2 separate regions of the Ovis aries genome follow, and region 1 is linked to region 2. The links are chromatin contacts, called in public Hi-C maps. All regions are on one chromosome and are shown on one strand. Each heading gives the region's core, a stretch centred on a gene start, on an enhancer-like site or on the middle of the called end of the contact. The rest is flanking DNA. Distances are from core to core; before and after follow the strand shown. Region 1 holds the start of SLC3A2 (solute carrier family 3 member 2). Region 2 overlaps ASRGL1 (asparaginase and isoaspartyl peptidase 1).

Evidence for each region. Hi-C and Micro-C count contacts between places; a contact is called where the count stands out from the background.
Region 1: a Hi-C map of muscle shows a contact between it and region 2, with 4 times the contacts expected there. The contact joins the promoter of SLC3A2 here to the enhancer-like site in region 2. A contact is called at or near these places in 3 of 16 Hi-C or Micro-C datasets (mesenteric adipose tissue, muscle and tail adipose tissue).

Annotation. Positions count from the first base shown.
Region 1 is chr21:37,694,310-37,701,237 of ARS-UI_Ramb_v3.0, reverse strand. SLC3A2 (solute carrier family 3 member 2) reads right to left here and starts at 5,128. Exons shown (of 10, transcript XM_060404045.1): 1 at 164-5,128. LOC114110053 (a long non-coding RNA gene) reads left to right here and starts at 5,321. Exons shown (of 12, transcript XR_006057536.1): 1 at 5,321-5,380; 2 at 5,722-5,771; 3 at 6,029-6,112; 4 at 6,344-6,394; 5 at 6,735-6,769; 6 at 6,870-6,914. It overlaps LOC114110199 (small nucleolar RNA SNORD27), which reads left to right and starts at 6,195; the gene lies at 6,195-6,266. It overlaps LOC114110200 (small nucleolar RNA SNORD26), which reads left to right and starts at 5,846; the gene lies at 5,846-5,919. It also overlaps LOC114110194 and LOC114110198.
Region 2 is chr21:37,306,736-37,313,870 of ARS-UI_Ramb_v3.0, reverse strand. ASRGL1 (asparaginase and isoaspartyl peptidase 1) reads right to left here. Exons shown (of 7, transcript XM_004019598.6): 6 at 6,770-6,880; 7 at 5,113-6,418. The coding sequence ends at 6,213. Among named protein-coding and RNA genes, the nearest start is that of ASRGL1, 24 kb to the right of the region's middle. Within about 2 kb of position 3,825, at least 17 of the 54 cell types and tissues checked have an H3K27ac peak or open chromatin away from gene starts, as enhancers often do. A contact at or near this core is called in muscle, where this site is marked.

The sequences.
Region 1 (6,928 bases), core at 3,879-6,378, 390 kb before region 2:
CTTGCTCCTTGGAAGGAAAGCTATGACATACCTAGACAGCATATTAAAAAAGCATATTAAGAAGCCAAAAGAGGTCCATATAATCAAAGCTATGGTTTTTCCAGTAGCCATGGAAGGATGTGAGAATTGGACCATAAAGAAAGCTGAGCACCAAAGAACTTACACTTTCCAATTGTGATGCTGGAGAAGACTCTTCAAGTCCCTTGGCCTGCAAGGAGATCAAACCAGTCAATCCTAAATGAAATCAACCTTGAATAGTCATTGGAAGGACTGTTGCTGAAGCTCCAATACTTTGGCCATGTGATACAAAGAGCCAACTCACCAGAAAAGACCCTGCCGCTAGGAAACATTGAAGGCAAAAGGAGAAGGGGATGACAGAGGATAAGATGGTTAGCATCACTGAGTCAATGGACATGAATCTGAGCAAACTCCAGGAGAATAGTGGAGGACAGAGAAGCCTGGCATGCTGCAGTCCATGGGGTCCCAAAGGGTCGGACACAACTTAGTGGCTGAACAACATGTAACTGGAGGAACATTAATGTTTGAACAATGGGACAGAAGATATACCTCAAAGGATCATGAAGAAGTTATTAATAGCAAAAACATAAGAGGAACACTAGAAGAGGGCAGCGTCCCAAGCACTGTGGAAACAGTGTTTTAAGAAACAGGAAATGGGGTCACTGGACATGGTAGGTCAAAGGGTGTTACCATGTGTTTCTGTGATGGCATAGAAAAACCAGATTTTAAAAAAAGGAACTGGGTGAACAGGATAAAAAGGTGCTATTGAGAGATCAAGTAGGATGAGAGAAGAGTGTCCTGAGAAAGAAGTGAGCAGTATTGTATAAATCCAGTGCTCTTAAACTTTAGTGTGCATACAGACCACCTGGGGATCTTGAATAAATGCAAGCGCATTTGATCTGTGGAAAGATCTGAGATTCAGTATTTCTAACAGACATCCAGGTGATGCAGGTATAGACAGATCTTTAAAGTAAAAGACATTTGCTGGAAAGAGCAAGATAAGATGTTAGCCAGAGGGTGGCATGGTATTAGACTTCCACTGGCATATTGTCTAAAGCTCCTTCCAGAGTCAGACTTCTTGAGTTTAAATCCTGACTCTCAACAAATATTTTCTGAATGAATAAATAAATGGGCCAACAAAAGGCAATGTACCCCAGGAGTTGTTAAAGTATAATCTTAAAAACTGAAAATATGACTCATAATTATATAAACACATCAAAGATTTTATTCAACCTATTAGTTAACAAGGGAATACATAAAATTTAAAACTGGTTCAAAAGAGAATGCTGGGAAAGGAGGATCATCAGCTTAAAGTCCAGATAAGAATGATATGAATTTGCCTTCTAATAGATAGATACAAAACCAGCCAATGTCTTAGAAGGCTGCTGCTGCTGCTAAGTTGCTTCAGTTATGTCCGACTCTGTGCGATCCCATAGACGGCAGCCCACCAGGCTCCCCTGTCCCTGGGATTCTCCAGGCAAGAATACTGGAGTGGGTTGCCATTTCCTTCTCCGTCTTAGAAGGCAATCTTATCAAATTACAAAATACCTAGAGCAACAATAAAAAGGACATCAAACGAAGGCACACGCCCCACTGGAAAACCAGGTAATCCCCAAGTTAGGTAGGCCTGCTTTACCTTTATCAAAAGGACACCTGGTAATAACTTTTGCCTATTTCCAAGTTTTGGATCATTTTTAACAGGGTCAAAAGTAGAGACTAGATTTGAATAACAGCTCTGCCACACTAGTTATGTGTCCTTGAGTAAGTAACTTGATATAAAATTCAGTTTTCTTATTTGTAAAATGAGGATGGTAACCACAAAAACTATTTTTCAAATTGAGGTAACATGTGCAAAGCATTCAGTACAGTGCCAGGAAAGTGCCGTAGAAAGCACTTCATACAGGTTAACATTAAAACACCTCCACCAATTCTTTCATCTCATTTTTCTCATTTCCCTTTATGTAACAGTCTAACCTTTTTGTACCACTTTTGCAAATATATATATATATATATATATTTTTGCAAATATATTTACACATGCACACACACACATTTCATTCAGTTTTGTGTGTGGCCATCCTGCATGGATCGACCAGGGATCAAAACCGTGCCCCCTGTGGTGAAAGCTCAGAGTCTTAACCATTGTATCACCAGCAAAGTCGAATTTTCACCACAGCATTTAACTCCACTTGACGTATTATTCGTCTGTTTCTGTGTTTTCTTCCAGAATATAAGCTCCAAGGGAGCATAAGGGGACTGGCTGCTTTGTTCCTTGTTGTATCTCCGGTACCCAGTAGATGCTCAACAGATAAATAGTATTGGTAAAATAAACATTAAGTGAAGGTCATGGCCATGATCTCCAACTGCCAAGAATACTGGCTTTTTTTTTCCGTTTTGATGTTTAAGTCACTCAACCTGTTAACAACTTCCAAAAAAAATATCCAATCTTTAACATTCCCTCTTTCTAAAGTGGATTCTCTATTACTACAGAAGTTGATGCAAACTCACTCATGGGCCACCTTGGGTATACAGGCATATTCTGATTGGCTCAGAGAAAATGCTTAAAAATTTTAAGTAACATGCCAACATTTTTAAGGAGCAAATTAATCAACAATTTTGGTTTTCTGGATTCTCCTGATCAAATTTTTCAGACAATATTCTGGCAAGGCACACTCAGCAGGAGCAAAGACAAGCATATCAAGATCCCTATCAGGCTCCTATGGCTTACCTGCATTACTTACATTCCTGCAGGTGTGAGTTGAGGACTTCTGATGTATTATAAATCATTCCTATTTCCCTTTCATCATGCTTGAATCCACTTATCTGTTGCCTAAATTACTGTGACAATCTAATTAATGTCCTGTCTCAACTTACCCCTTTTTCCCCACCTTGCTCTGTGTAGTGTGCGGGATCTTAGCTTCCCAAGCAGGAATCAAATCCATGCTCCATGCAGTGGAGGCAGAGTCATAACCAGTCTTAACGGGACCACCAAGTTAAGTCCTGGTTTATAGGTTATTCTACCTATAGTTCAAATTATTTAGCTTTGTATTTCAAGCCCTTCTCATTTGGCCTTCCCTAGGAAATCTTTTCCAACTTTATATTCTATGATTCCCCTTCAACCCATCTTTCATGAACTATATTTATACACTTTTCCAGCTCCAATCTTGTCACTCAGATTATTTCTCTAATTTGAATTTCCTTCCTGGATCTGCTTATCTACCCTTTAAGGCCCACAAACATTCTCCAAATACCATGCCCACAAACAACCTCCTTGCCTACTCTGGACCTTCTGAATTTTCCTTATCTGTTTCATTTTCTATACATTTTGTTACAACTTTTCAATCACCCACTTGGACAAGCATCTAACATTGTTGAATACATGAATTTAGTCTAGCTATAATAACATTTTTCAAATTGGGATTCTTTTGGTATTTGTTTTGTCACTTTTGTTTCGCTGGGACATGCATGGGGACAACACTGCCACCAAAGTAGTGAAAATTGGTTCTTTTGGAGCAGGAAGAGGGCAGAAAATCCTAGATATTACACAGAAGCTTTCTGGCCCTCTAAAGGGCCGCAGTATATAAGCAAATACACAGTTATATGTGTTAGTTGCTCAGTCATGCCCAACTCTTCGCGACCCCATGGACTACAGCCCACCAGGCTCCTGTGTCCATGAGATTTTCCAGGCAAGGATATTGGAGTGGGTTGCCATTTCCTTCTCCAGGGGATCTTCCCAACTCAGGGATCGAACCCGGGTCTCCTGCACTGCAGGCAGATTCTTTACGGACTGAACTACAAGGGAAGCCCTACACAGTTATATTAAGTTAGAGGGGGAAATGCTTTTTAGTTTTAAAGGCTCCTGGAGAGAGGAAGACAACAAGAAAAAAAATTGAGAAACAGTATCCAAGGATCATGCCATTTGTTTCCTGTGTACTTGTTTGCCCCCTAAATACCCAGAGAAGTGATAGTGATCAAAAGTGCAGGTTCTGTCATCAAGACTGCCTGGGCTGATTTGCACCTGGGCTGATATTTCTTAGCTGGGTAACTCTGAGCAAGTTAATTAACCCCTCCAGATCTCAGGCTCCTCATCCCTAACATTACCTTATGGCCTCCTCCTAGGGTTGCAGTAGTAAATGAGATCATCCAGGAGACCACACAGTAAGAGCTTAATAAATGGTTATAAAATGTACATATAGTACATTTTTAAAACGGTCATGTACCCTAGGTATGCATTACAAATGATTAAACTACAACTGGTTGTCCTCAGTAACAAGGGTATAGATGACTGGAACCACCCTGCCTGTCAGGCGGGAGTTGTACGCGGCTCTGCAAAAGCTTTTTACACCTAGATTCCCTCCAGGTAATCTGCATTAAGGGGCTTCCCAGGTGGCGAAGTTGGTAGACGACTCCTGCCAAGGCAGAAGAGGAAGGAGATGCGAGTTCGATCCCAGGGTTGGGAAGATCTCTTGGAGTAGGGAGGAGCCCCTGGAGTAGGAAATGGCCTCCAGTATTCTTGCCTGGAAAATTCCATGGACAGAGGAGCCTGGCCGGCTACAGTCCATGGGATCGCAGTCAAACACGACTGAGCGCACACACACACACACACACACACACAATGTCCTTAAAACGGCGTTTTAAATGTCGGCTAACGCTAGCCCCACTACAAGCTCCGAGCAAAATCGGACCAGACAGTAAGACAAAGGTGGCCGGTTACAGAAAATATCCTAAAACTGTTATAATATTTCAAGAGCACCTACAACCTGATTCACTTTCCCAAAACGGTTCCATGCAAGAGCCCTCCACTCGAGATCGGCCCGGGGCCCAGTAATACCTGAGTCGCCCCCCGCGCTGGGCCCCTGAGGACCAAGCCCCTGAGGACCAGGCCCAGAAGGCTCGCTGGGCGGCTGGCTTGGAACCGAGATGACGCCAGCGGAGGGTTCATGAGGCTCGTGGTCCATGGATTAGGACTCTGCACGCGGATCTAGAGTGTGTGCAAGCAAGGGAATGCTCAGGGAAGGGTGTGGGTCAGTCAGCTGTGACCGACACGGAGCGTCAGTCCAGGATCTGCGCGAAGCAGGTAACTCGCCGCCTGGGCGCCAAAAGAAGTCGCAGTAAAGAACCCACGGCACCACATTAGTCGCGCCTGCGCACACCCTAAGACGCATGCGCACCTTTTTCGCGCCACCGCTTCAGGAGGCGCACAGCCTCTCGTACTTCCTCTAGAAATCTCTACCCACAATCCACCCATTTCCCTCTGCGCTTGCGCCCGCCGTAGTCCCGCCCCCAAATCCCGTGGGCCTTTGCGAGATAGTATTTATGTGTCTCGCGGTAGCCTCTCAGTCTCATTTATCCACAGCTCTTGGTAAGTGATTTGGTTTGTTGAGGTTTACGAGGAAAACGCCCGTGCAAACGTGTCCGGGCCTTGGCCTCTCTTTGTGGTACCTATTGGGTTCGTGGGGGAGGAGAGAAAACGTGACCTTAGTGTTGAGGCCTTGAAGGGACGGGGGCTTTGTGAAGGACAAGATGGCGATGGCCGGCCGTGCCGACAGGCCTCTCTGTGATGAGACCCTTTTCACAGACCTGTACTGAACTCTGTGAGGATAAGAAACTCTGAGGAGGCCGGCCTTGCATGGCAACGCAGTCTTAGCTCCGGGAAACAAAGCGTTTACCAGACAGTGCTGACCCAATATCATTTGTTTGCAGGGTTCGGACGCGCGCCAAACGCTGAAGGATCTCAAACCGGTCTCATTGGAGTAAGTGCTCCTGGCCTCCCTTTACTGTCCTTTTTTTCTTCCTTGCTGAATATGCGGGAGTCCGACGGGATGTGCTACGGGGATGATTTCAAAAATTGAACTCTCTCTTTCTGATGGATTAGTGGAGAAAACAAAAACTCTGAGTAGCACCATCCGTAGCAGACGTTTGGGCTTTTAGCCCTGCGTTAAGGCACTAACGTGGGACAGTCAAACTACGAGATATAAAAGTAAGAAAGGGTATTGTTTTTTTCTCCCAGATGTGGTTTAATTCAAAGGAGCTTACAGATTGGAGGATGAGACAAGACTTAACCCTCTGTGGATCAAGTGTGGTGATGCTGCAGGTGGGTACCCGATGCTTTATGCAGATGGGGGGGTAGAAGCACAATGTCGGGATGGGACTTGCTGGTTGAAATTGCACTGGCCACTCCATGATGAATGTAAAATGACAAGCATATGCCTGAACTCAAAAATGATGTCATCTTACTACTGAGAAGTGGGCCTGGAATGCTCCAGGGTCTTTTAATGGTAGTTCTCGAGTACTAAAAAATAATGGCTCATTTTTCTGTTTCCAGCATCTCCTCACCAGTCTTGAGGAATTCAACTGCCTCCCAGAGTGAATGCAGGTAAGTTTTCAAATGGGAAGTTTGTGGTCTGTGGTGGTTTCAACAACCCCGAGAGCAAATGGTCAGTGGAGCAGTGTTTTTGCTCCTTCCAACTTGTTCCTCTTGGAATGATTTTCCTGGGGAGGGAGTCGGCAGCCCAGCAAGCAGCATAGTTTTGTGAGGGTGTGCTCTTCCCTCACCCACACATCACTCACTGTCAGATGATTTGAATTGATAATGCTGATCCTCTGTGAGGTACCACAGTTAATAGCATGTTAGAGTTCTGATGGCAGTTTCTGTTAATGAAGAAATTTTATTTCGTCTTAGTATTTTGGAGTAACCATTTTCTCCCCTTTTGTAGATTGTCACAGCATTAATAGAGTCATCTGTCTTACAGTAAGTTACTTCTCTCAGTATTGTGGGAAATAGAGGGATTTCTCTTGTTTCTGATAATGCTGTTTCTTGATCTTTTATTTTATCTTTATTGATTTCCTAGATGCCTCTTCATCTGCTCAGGATGACTCCTACAAAGAGTCCAGAGGTGAGTACTTGTAA
Region 2 (7,135 bases), core at 2,576-5,075:
CCCTCGGAGGCTCTTGGGGGACCTAACCTTGAGGGTGGGCTCCTGGGAGGACTGGCCGTTGGGCTTCCTCATTCCTCTGTCTTCAAACTTGAGCACAGGCCCAGCTGCCACCCAGGCGGCCCTCCGGGAATCCTCGACTCCGAGAAGCGCCGAGGAGCTGGGCGGTGTCGGTGCAGAGGGCTGAGGTCTCAGAGCTGGGTGGGCTAGCGTGGGGGCCAAGGGGACTGTGGGCGCCAGGCCGCACCCCATCCTGGGAAGCGGACTCTCGGAAGGGCAGGGCAGCCCGCCTGCCGAGTTTTAGAGCAGCCAGGGACATTCTTCCCGCTCTGGGCCATCCTGCTGGTGCAGCCCGATCAGGGCACTGGCCCAGCTGGGGAAGGAGTGATCACGCTATGGCCCCAGTGACCAGAGAGAGGAAACCACCCTGGACACTTTCCTCTCAAAGACAATGAAACCCTTTCCCAGGGAGGCCACCCTGGAGCACCACGGTGCGGGCCCTGGTCTGAGACCTGGCGCGCAAGCAGGCAGGCACGTCCCCTCCCAGGACGGCAGTGGTTCACTGCTGAGCAAGGCCTTGGGGCTGGGACTGGGGAGTGTGCAGGGGCATTGGCTGTGCAGGGTGACCCGCCCTGCGTCCTGACCGTCTGCTTGAGCCTCCATCACCATTGACAAACAGGCAGGAATTTCCAACAAAGACAGGGATGGGGTAGGAAAAGGGCCTGCGGGGGAGTGGTGGAGTTTTGAGTCATGAGGAATCCAGGGTGTGATGTCTGTGCAAGAGCCAGAGATAAGATGCGCAGAGATGGCTGGGGCGATTGGGAAGCACGAGGCTGACAGGCCGGATCTGGGGTGAGGTCACCGGAGAAGCAGGGGCTGCAGTGAGCCACTCAGCACAGGGGGGTTGAGGGAGCCCAGGGGAAGGCAGGGGAAGGCAGGGGAGGGGGGGTGCTGAGGGGGCCTAGGGGAAGGCAGGGGAAGGCAGGGGAGAGGTGGGAGGGAGGGAGGAACTCGACTTGGACTTTCTTTTTGAAAGATTTAAATACTTGGTGTCTGAATAGAGCACTGGGGGAGAGAGTTCAGGAGTTCAAAGCCCTAGGGATCTGGCGCCCGTGGACAAGGGAATGTTGTTCTGGAAGGGGAGAGAAGCCCAGCCTTTGTTCTCATCCCACAGAAACAGTCCTGGATTTGGTGAGATTGGCATCCGCCTATGCCAATTTGTAGATACTTCTGGAAATGCCCTTTGCCCAGGAGGCACTTGGCGAAAACTCTTGCTTACTGTGTGGCCAGCCGGCCGTAGGAGAGGTTGAAAGGTGAGCGGAGCTGGGAAGGCAGTGAGTGACCCCGGGGAGAGGCAGCGAGGAGGCCCCAGCAGGAAGGGCGGTTCGAGGCCTTTCCTGGATGGTGCATGAGGTGAACCTGCTCCCCACCTGCTCGTCCCACTCTAGCTCGCGCCTTGCCAAGCTTCTGGGTGAGGCCGTGTGCTCTGGCACAACCCATGTTTCCCTTTCCAAACCTTAAGCCCGGTGCTGTTCCCACAGCCCAGCTCGGCAGGCTTGCGCTGCGGAACCAGAGGAGGCAGCCTGAGTGGCCGGGCAGGCACGGTGCTGTGGGGCCCCTGGCCTGACCACCCAACAGGTCAGAGCCGGTAAAGCAGGGCAGGAACCGAGAGGGGGGACTGAGAGGCACCCACCCATCCCCGCAAGGCCGAGGAGCTGCACAAACCTGCTATTGGTGACGTTTTTTTTGAGAACGCTGGAGAAATCTGAATGCCGACTAAGTGTTACAACAGGTGAAACTTGCCTGACCTGGAAAGCTGGATTGTTAACTGAAAAAAAGTTTAAAAAGGCATATATGGTGTGATCTCATTTTGGACAAAATAATAATGAATACGTACCGTAGGTGTTAATAGTGATATCGATTGGGTGCTAAAAATCTTTTCCCCCTTATTTTTTCTTATTTTTGTGGCTCTGTGTTTTCTCACTTAAGTTTTTTTGGTCATTGTCTTCAACTGCTACGATGAACATACACCTCTTTTGTTATATTAAAAGGTTGTTTTTAACTAAAAAACATTTGCTAAAAATTGCTCCTCTGCAAGAGAGCAGCTTGAGTCATGGATGGAACCATGGTCCTATGGGACAGGAAGAACTAACCTCTCTGCTCCTTTGCTCCCAGCCACAGCTTAGAACGCAAACTCCACCTGAGTTTGACCCGTGCTGAGCTGCTTCAGTTGTGTCCAACTCTTTGTGACCCTATGCACTGTAGCCCACCAGGCTCCGCTGTCCATGGGATTTCCCAGGCAAGAATACTGCGGTGGGTTGCCATTTCCTCCCCCAGGGGATGTTCCTGACCCCGGAATTGAACCTACATTGCTTATGTCTCCTGCATTGGCAGGCAGTTTCTTTACCACTAGCGCCATCTGGGAAGCCCTGAGTTTGGCACAAGGTCCAGATAGAGCTAATTATTGCAGAGCAAAAAACAGACTTGACTCTGAGATGACGAGTGATTAGTGAGTGATTAAAAAAAATAATAATAAATCTCAGCCTGGCCTCCTCAACCAACCCAGGCCAGGGCGGTCCCAAACTTCTCTTTGTATGAAAATCCAACTGTATTTTAATAGTGGGTTGAGGAAATCAAAAAGCAGGATTTGAAGGATAAAGTTGCTAAGTGTGCTATCCTTTCCCGCTAGTCACCGGCAGCACTTGTGGGACTGTCCCAGGTATGTCTGGGCACCACTAGTGATGCCAGACTGGGTACCATGCATGACGTGATAAGACCATCACTCAGAGATAGAGGGTTTGGGACTAGGGAGGCCGAGATAAACCACAGTTTAACTGGAATGCAATGAGTGCCCTGGAAAACCCATTTCTCTGGGCCTTATTTCATCCTTCAGAAAGGCCGTATCATCCTGGGCCTCCCCTGGCAAGCTCGCCTCTCACAAGGCTGTGGCTCAGCTGCTCCAGGTCTTGTGTGCGGGACAGGTGAGTGGACGGGTGGTCTGCCCATCTAATGGCACCTGTGCTCTGGATGGAGCCACCCCTGGGCACCCACACCCACCACCGGCCTGGCCCCCTCCCAGCCCCATTCCTGGACCTGGCTCTGCCTCTGCCCTTCTGCCCAGCCCCATTCCTTCCTGGGTCTCTCCTACACTGCCCAGGAGGAGCCACTCTTCGGGCACACTCCCTGATTCCCGGGTGTGGGCGGCTGAAAGCGGAGGTGCGGTGGGGCACACAGTGTCCCCCCGGGCTTCCCCACACTTCCACTTCTGATGAGTAGGGAAACCATTCCCTCCTCCTTTTGCCCTCAGAGTCTGTAATTTCTCCTGCAAGAGAGGAACATGTCTAAAAAGGACATTATTTGGGGGCAGGGAGAAACTTATTGTCCAACAACTACAAGGTTACGGCCCTTCCTTCCTGGGACTGTTTGTCCAGATCAGCAGGTGGGCCGAGCCGCACCCGGCAGACACCCGTGCCCACTGGGCTCTGGGTCCCCACATTTGGGCCAAATGTGTGAGCCTCTTCCTGGCTGGAAGTGGCTGCCTGGCCGAGCTCACCCCTGGGCTGTGGCGGTCGGTGCAGAGCAGGCTTCAGTGATTTAAAAGACAGAGACGTGGCTGATTTTGATTTTGTGGGGCATTTGCTACCAATTTTTTCCCCCACAACTGTGCTCTAAAACAAACTGTAGTATTTAGATGAAGGTCAGGAACAGGAAAACCTCTTTTGGTCCCAAAATTTCTGAGTATATTGTTTTGCTGAGTGGAGGTGAGTTATCTTCCTTTAGGGCTGAAGACTGTGGACCGTGTGGTTTGCTGCCCTCTTGTGGCAGAGAAGGGATCCGGGGCTGGCATTCCCCCAGACGTGGCCTCCAGCCCCCATGTGTTGGGACAGTTGGGGAGCTGCCGCTGGGCAGCCTGTGGGCCAGGAGACCTCCCCCCTGGTCTCTGCATACAAGATTCTGACTAGTCCAGTGACTGTTTGCAGAAGTGAGGTCTGAGGCCAACATCACACACCTTGGCCGCCACAGAGGAGCTGGGGGACCCTTCCCTCACTGGGCGGCCAGACCTGAGGCCCTAGGGAAACCTGTGACCAGAGCCGCGTCCCTTGTGAACAGAAACGAGATGTGTGAAACCAGGCCTCGCTCCCTGCTCCTTCCTTCTCTACTCAGTGATGGTTTCTTCTGCAGAAGTCTCTCCCTTCCCAGCTCCTGAATGGTCCTGCTCTGCCTCCTGTTGGGGCTGAACCGGGACGCTCAGAATCCTTGTGCTGAAGCCCTGCCACTCAGGGTTTTGGAGACAGGGTCTGTGAAGAGGTGGAAAGCAGGCCGTTAGGTGGCCCTGACCCACCTGACTGGTGTCCTTGGACGAGGAAGAGATAAGGCCAAGGACAGGGCCTCTGGAGGAGCCACCCTGCTGATGCCTGGACCTGGGCCTTCCCGCCTCTGGAATGTCTGTCGTGAGCCTTCGCCTGCAGTGTTTGGATGCTGGCAGCCCCAGTGAGTGAACATGCCTGTTGACAGAGTGCCATCTCTAAAGGGCGGAGGTTGCCTCTGAGGCTTAAAGGACACAACCACATGGACTTCCCCTGGGGCCTGGCCACACGTTCTGTTTGTCTAGAGGCTCTGGAGATAAAACACTGAGCAGCTGGCCTCTATTTTCATTTAATCATCAGAGTGACCTACTTTATAGATGACCATATTCTCAGAAGTTATCCTGCCCAGGGTCACCCAGGTTGTGGGGAGAAGCAAGATTCAAACTCGGCCGGCCTCCATCTCTCTCTCTCTCAGGCTCAGAGCAGAGGACACGGGTGCCGGGAAGGTCAGGGGACAGGGGCTTGGCCTGTGAGACCATCTGGCTTGAAGGTCGGCAACTGGCAAGAAGACGGATCCGTAAGCCCTGCTGATTACTGCAGCGGTGGCGGGGCCTCTTCCTCAGCCCATCCCCTCAAAACTCCATTCTTCTGGAAACTCTCAAATAATCTCCTCAAGGCAGGTGGTCTTATCACATCCACACACCACCCTTAGGCTGAGAGGTCTAACAAGTTCACCTGTCTGAACTGACAGACCAAGGGAGGTCATATACATTCTGGTCTTCGTCAACAGTGACTCCTGACCACACTGTTATTCTTTCAAAACGCATTTTATTAGTGGCATATGGAATTTAAAGTGAAGCAATTTCTTTTCAGAGAGAAAGCAAGCCCTGACAGGTTATAAAAAAATGAGCAGATATGTCATAGCAAAAATACTGTCTCCAGTGTAAAGAGGCTAATAGGAATACTCTCCACCAAGGAAATGCCTTTCTCTACCATGCTGACCACAGTGGACACCCAGTTCAGCTGGGGGAACCCGCAGCACTGGACAGTCACGGACGCTGTTAAGTCGGGGTCATCTGGACACTGACTGGCTCTTCCTGTTGTAGGAGAGGCAGAGAGGTCAATAGCCCCACGGTTCACTGTGAAGAACCAGGGTCTGGGAGGTGGAAGCTGGCTGGGGGCGGGGAAACAAGGTGAGCAGGCTCAGGAGTGAGCCCGAGAAAGCTCTTAATCTTGGGAGGGGCTCCAGGGTGCCCATGACGACTCTTCTCAGCTGCAGCTGAGAGCCAGGGGTCAGCAGAGGGTCCTTTTACAGCATCTGGAAACACGTCTGTATTGGTAAGTCAGAGATCTGCACTTTCTTAACAAAACCAGTTTTTCTGTTTCTTTTGCCTAATGTTCTTCTGGCTCCGAATGAGCTCTGCGACATTCAGCCTTCCATTAACTCTGCGGCTGTCTCCCCTTCACCGCTTCCACTGGCTCCTTCCTGCCCGCCTCGCCCTGCACTGGATCCTGCCCCAGAGCCCTCTCCTCCGAACCCCCCGCACCCTTGAACCTACAGCCTCTGTCACTGCTGTAGGTCCCCCAACTCCAGAAGCCGGTCCCTGCATCGAGGCCCTTTCTGTAAAGATCTTGCTGTTTCCTCTTTCTAGCCTCAGACAACAGGGACTATTCATGAGGAGGGCTCCGTGGAGTTTGCCATCTTCACTGGTCTTATTTTTACCTTAACATGGGCATTTCTCGTACACTTTGGAATCCGCCCCCAACCAGACACTTATCAAGGCAACAAAACGAGTGACAGACTGCAGCATTTTTCCATTTCTAGATCTAATTGATGAAGCTAGGTCTCCACACCAGGAGACTGCACGTCGCCTCCAAGCTAGCTTCTAGAATACAGCTTCTGGGGGCTTAGGACAGGTTGATGATGCTCGTGTCGCCGAAGTCAATTCCCGAGTGCAGCTTGCCGTCCTTTGCAGCTCCCCAGGGCATGGATGTGGAGGTCCACTTCACCGCCCACTCTCCTGTTTTGTTGACCATGATGATACCACCTACGCCTTTGACCTTTGACTTCATATGACCCAATGATGCGTTGGCAGCTTCTTCTAGTGATTTTCCTGAAAAAACAATGAGAGGTTGAGAACAGCAAAAGTTACTGAAAGGAATCTGATGGGGAAATTATTTACAGTATGGAAAAAGCAAAGCGTGTTAACAAAGATTATTGGTAAGCGATTACTACTTAATGTCTCAAACAAGGACCCTTAATTCTCTCTACAAGGCCCCTCCGCTCCACTGGGAGGAACCCAGGCTGAGTCTCTCTTCTGCCCCCTGGAGGCGGAAGGCGAATGGTATTCGAAATTCTCTTCTTTCTGCACCCTAACAGATAGGGACTCAACCAACCTGAAAGCAAAGCAAGGGTTTCCCATCCCTCTCCCTCTATTTATAAGCAGCTTCCCGGTTCCACATACCCTGTTCAACGTGGAAGAGCGCGAGTCTGGCCAGATTCACCTTCAGGATGCTCTCACCGTGCCCCGTCGTCGAGACGGCGCCGATGTCATTGTCAGCGTAACCTCCAGATCCTGCTCAAGGAAGGGGATTGGTTCTAACTGGGCAGCAACAGTCAGGAAAGTCAAACACATATTACAGGTCTAAAGCTACACGAAAATTAAATCCCAAGAGAGCCAGGGCGTCATGCCAAGGTGCTCCAGGGACCACCATGCGAATACCCTGAAATCGGGGCAGGGGGAGCCTCGGGGAGGCGGGCCTGACCTTTCCTGGAGCAGCTGTGCCAGGGCAGCTCCCCCTTTGCCCTGGGGCAGCCCTCACAGGATGAA